Linked DNA regions of Gossypium hirsutum: region 1 is linked to region 2. Evidence: chromatin contacts called from public Hi-C data. All regions are on one chromosome and are shown on one strand. The core of a region is the stretch at or near the end of the contact, and the rest is flanking DNA. Distances in the headings are between cores, read along the strand shown.

Region 1 (2,700 bases), core at 73-2,572, 170 kb after region 2:
ACAATGGCTCCTGCTACCCTAACTTTCCTCCTAGGGACTTGTACAATACTGACTGGTAAATAGATATTGAATTCAATTTTGACAAATTTTATTATATAAGCATTAGATACTGTATCATAAGTCAAGTATTAGATATATACAATTGTAAAATGGATGATAAAAGCAAGATACTTCATTGCAATAAGCAAAACATTATGGATTCCATGTATGATGGAGGAATAACAATTTCAATAATTATTCGAATCATTATCATTTATAAAGATTTGAACTTTAGATCAACCCAAAAAATTTATTACAAGAACTACAACCAACCATCGGGTACCTCTTTTTCTTTTAATAAAGCAGCATAATTGACTGATAAGGACTTAATTTCTGCCTCAGATTCCTGAAGCTTCTTAATTTCTGCTCTGTATCTTCCAATCTACCAAAAATAACACAGAGAGAGAGAGAGAGGAGGAAGATGGTTTCGTTATCATGCATGAAGATTGGAATACCACAAATGCCTTACCAACCAGTATAATAGCATGAGCAAGACAAAAAAACAAACCAACCAGTATAATAGCAAAAGAAGTGCATGCAGCGCAGAAGTGGTGCAGTTTCGATCTTAAGCCACTAGCTCTTCAAATATTATAATTTTGACCATAGCACAAACCTGAATCAATTTTTTCTAACTCAAATAAGAAAATTGCAAGGCTAGAAAGCATTAAACCGAGCTACTTGGGTTCTATACCCGCAATTCACTTGCTCCCCAAACGGTCAAGTGTCGACTAATATAATTAAATATTTATTTACGGCACTGAACTACACACTGAATCAACTCAAAGCTACGTGAAATCAGAAGACCGGATACAGTTTTTTTTTTTTTAAATTCAAGCTCGAAAATTAATTGCAATCATACCTCGGAATTGAACGGCGAATCAATTCCACTGGCGAGAGAAGAGAAGGAAACAGGCTTTGAGTGTGCAAATGTATGAGAATTCCGTCTATCGGAGAAAGTCGAATGGCGTCCATTCTCCGAACCGTAGATCTCGAGTTCTTCGTCGTCATCCCCGTGCACGTCAAGCGTTATCTTATTCAAATTTTCCTTCAAATTAGCAATGGAAGTCCACATCTCCTTAAGATCCCGCAACCAATAGTTGTATTCAAGATAAAGAGGTTTTGAAAGTATCCGAGATCCCGCAAACAAGAATGGGAATAGGAAGACGTGCCAAAGAAGATTGGTAAATTAAATCTTCTTAAATTTTTGGGTTAATTATTTATGGCAGTACTAATTAGATTAGATGACATTGAGGTTTAGTTTGGCGGATTATCAGAAGGAGTGATCGTTAAAAAATATTTATGGTAGTTTATGGAAATATATACTGTTTTTAAACGTTAGGTATTGGGGCAGGCCTGAACAACAATTAGCAGGCTTTTTTATTGGGCCGATGAATTTGTAGCTCCCACTTCATAATGAGTAACGACCTCACCTCTACCTTCACTGACGCCGTTAGGATTTGAGCTAATCTATGTCGGCGACTTTCCTCCCGCTCCATTTTTCCCTATTCTTCTCCCGTTATAAAAATGTGAACCAAGTTTGATTGTTGGAAGCGCGTGCTTTTGAATCGCTGGCCCAACGGTACAATTTTCCCTCCATAAAAAAGGGATCGCTGATTTGAAGCGAGGGAGGAATACGCATTTCCCTCCGTGTCATGACAATGAAATTTTGGAGAAATTATCAAAGACGAAAGTTGTTGGTTAAAATCTGCCATAAAGTCCTTGTACTTTTTAAAAACTTAGAATTTAGTTCATGTATTTTATTTTTAAGAAATTAGTCCATTTACTTTTCAGATTTCAAAGTTCAGATTCCTTTGTTAATAGTGTTAAATTTATTGATATGACATTTTGAAATTAAAAAAAAATACTCATTTAATAACCATGTAATTAAAAAAATGTTGTAATGAACTTGAATTTAATAAAATAATTTTAAAAATATTAACCGTTAGACTCAAATTTTGAAATTTGAAAAGTAAAATGACTAAATTTTTAAGAACAAAAGTATAGAGACTAAATTTTAAATTTACAAAGAATGCAAAGACTGATATATTTGAACCATTTATAAAATATATATTTCAATTTAACTATACTAATTAATTACACAATATCTAAATAATAACAACAAAATAGTAGTAATATAATAGGAAATGGCAACAAAGTAATGGTAAAACAAAAATAGTTTTTTTTTTGGCAAATTCGAGTCGAGCTTAGGCCAAAAAAAGCTTACCCGAGGCCTAACTCGTTTTCTAAACGGGTCTTTTTTTTTGCCCAAGCCTATTTTTTGAATCTATATACTTTACCCAAACCCTCCCACTTTTCGGATTGGCCTTTATGGCCTGACCCATAATCAGGTATAGTCACTACTTTGAACGAGAACTCCGATTTGATCTTTCACCTATGCATCGAAAAATAGCGCGCTAAGCTAAGTCACTACCCATGAATTTAAATTTTACTACCCATAATCAGGTCTATTATAGCACGTGTGTCGCCCAAGGCATAAGGGGCATGATGACTTGACGTCATCCTCATCTTCCTCTGGTTGAAAGCCAAGCTAATAGGACGAGCAAATTTAAATGTACTAAGTGTTGGATTATATTTTGCCTTTTCTACTAAAAAATTAGCAAATTAGTCATTGAATGTTAAATCAAATAGCAAGTCAATTCT
Region 2 (2,700 bases), core at 181-2,680:
TTTTCCATTTTCCTGTAAAAACATGATTCAGAGGAAATTTTATTCCAATGGAAAATTGATCCAACAGCATGAGAAATAAAAATAAATTGTTAACTACTAAAATCCAAACAGTGAGAATCTGAATTAACGGACCATGTAAACAACATAAAACAATCATATATACACCACTAAAAACCAAGCTCATTTTTAATTTAAATGCAATTTGCAGTATATCTGTAATTCCTTTTCAGTTTACCTAAGAAGATATAACTGAATAACATGTTAGAAGAGACTATATCTTTAAGATCTTTACACCAGGTCAAAATGCCTATAGCAATTTCAGATAGTGTTGATTTTGACAAAATCTGTGACACTTTTGACAAAGCATCCGCCCAAAGTAAATAAGAGAGTACCTTATTAGTACTTGCTAAATTTCATAAACAAGCAAGTACAGAAATGCTAAGTTCGAAGTTAAATTGGTGAAGGAAATAAGAAGTCAATTTTAAGTAGCAATATAACGGAGTTAAAGAAAGTTAAGAGTGTCTAGTGCAGTCGGAAGTCAACCTAATTGACCATTAATTCTCGAGACTAGCCGATCTTTTACCTCCACAATATCATAATACAGCACACTCATTTTGAAGGCTAAGCTTCTAGAGGCCAGAGATCGGGCCGATGCAGATCTACCAACAATTCCCAACACTAGTCCTCGGCACCGCCTCATTCCCCGACAAAGCGGCTGAACTGATCCAAGCCAACCGGAAGCCGAAAGCGCGTGGCGAGAGAGCAAGTGCGTGCGACGGAGCAAGCCCAGAAACAGCGCCATGACAGTGTCTGCGATCTCCTCAGCTCGCGAGGCGTCGACATGGACAAGACGTAGTCCGAGGTCAGCGGCTAAGGCGGAGTCGACGGCGCGGTCAGAGGAGCCGAGGCAGAGGATGAGCTGGTAAGGACGGAGGCGACGCTGGGCAGCTCGAGGGAGGTAGGAAAGGGAGTGGAGAAGAACGGCGGCGGCCCCCTCGATCTTCCCGTCGCCTAAGCTGCTGAGAGGGACGTGGTGGACCACTGCGACGCTGGCTAAGGATTCTTGCTCGAGGGCGCAATCTTCGATGCAGTTGAGGGAAATAACCAAAGGGAGAGGCGTAGGGTTGTCACGGTGACGCATTCCGGAAGAGGATCTGAGCATAGGCGACGTCGTGGAGTTGGAGGCGACGTTCATCCTCGGATCGTGCACTCACTATTGTGACGAGGTTAAAAGAGACTTCGGGTGGGAATTAGAGGTTACTGGTACTGGATATGGTTGATGAGTATAACTTTGGGCATTTTGCGGGGCTAAAGTTTCGCCAAGGGTACTTGCTTGCCTAAGTAAAACCGTGCTTACGCGTTTTGTCTTATCCTTGTTTCTTGATGTAGCTCCTCAGCTTCGGGAGGAATTTTAAAGGAATGAAATGTGTCCCCTTGTTTTTGGGCAACTGACCATTAACTTCAAAATTCCAATTATGTCCCAGTTTTTGGCAAATAAACGCCCTGCGCTGCGTTCAGACTATTGGCATGAGATTTTTGTTTTTTGAAGCTCTGTCTACCACATTCTATATAGTAGGCTAGGCTATGAATTGTGATATTACATGCATATATGATACAAAAACTCCGTCCAAATATATAGTATACGAAACATCCCCTTCTTTCTTTCATTAAAGAACGCGAGGATTAGTTCATTAGGAATCATAAGGGAGCATGTGTCATCCAATCTGCAACTTTGTTGTAACTTGACGTTGGCGCACGTAGTCAGTCATGGATGATCACATTATTTAGCACCATTGATCAGTCCAAAGTTGTTACATTCCACAATTCTTGATTCTTAATGATATCATATCAGAGTCAAACCTCAAAGCTTTTGGTTTTAAGCATAAATGCTGATGGACAATAAATGTCACACGTAATAATGGTTCCCTGGCAATGAAATGCCTACCACTCTTTTCAGCAGACCAAAGGTTGCATCGATGTTAAGTTTGACACCATCAAATGATGGAGGATGCTATTCATGAGACTGATCTCTTTTCTACACTGAGTGGAGTAAGAAATATGGATTCATGATTTCATTATGATTGGACCAAAACAATTCCCAAACATGTTTTGATCCCCACGAACACAAATTCATTACACGCTTTTCGAATGCACCAACAAATCCATGCAGCAAGGATGCCTTCCAAACAGCTAAGGCAAATGGATATTAAAACAAAGTGTGTACAGAAAATTCAATTTTACAGTACAAAATTTAATTTAAATTACACTTTTAATTATGAAAAGCTCTTTTTTAATGATCGGTAATCGGTAAAAAAGAGTTATCGATAAGTTTTTACCATTAATTTTTGAAACAATAATCAAATAATAATATCACGATCTATTATCTAAGTGAATTCTTCTAATTATAGTACATGTAATGTACTGCCTAATATTATAACCAGTTCCGTCTAATTTGATCCACACAAAGCAATAATCATAGAGTAGAATATAGCTCCTCAGTACTTTCAAATATTCTTTTGTGCATTTATTAGCAGGAGAATTAAGGAATAAGAAGTAGGAATTAGTAGCAAATAGCCCCTACTGACTGAAGCACTGAGTCTCCAAGAACTCACTAAAGGCGTCAACCTACAATTACCTGACTCAGTACCTTGTATCATGAACGATGTTTTTAAACAGGATACCTGTATAATAAGCTAAAAA

What was found. A called contact is a pair of places that touch in the nucleus more often than the background predicts.
Region 1: a contact with region 2 is called in a Hi-C map of leaf, with 2.2 times the contacts expected there. The contact joins the promoter of LOC107910826 here to the promoter of LOC107911505 in region 2. A contact is called at or near these places in 6 of 34 Hi-C or Micro-C datasets (anther, callus, hypocotyl and 1 more).

The regions. Positions count from the first base shown.
Region 1 is chrD11:8,617,332-8,620,031 of Gossypium_hirsutum_v2.1, forward strand. LOC107910826 (golgin candidate 3) reads right to left here and starts at 1,323. Exons shown (of 15, transcript XM_041105910.1): 1 at 899-1,323; 2 at 323-421. The coding sequence starts at 1,111.
Region 2 is chrD11:8,451,506-8,454,205 of Gossypium_hirsutum_v2.1, forward strand. It overlaps LOC107911505 (C-terminal binding protein AN), which reads right to left and starts at 1,431. Exons shown (of 8, transcript XM_016839333.2): 1 at 584-1,431; 2 at 1-12. The coding sequence starts at 1,195. LOC107911504 reads right to left here. Exons shown (of 2, transcript XM_016839332.2): 2 at 2,690-2,700.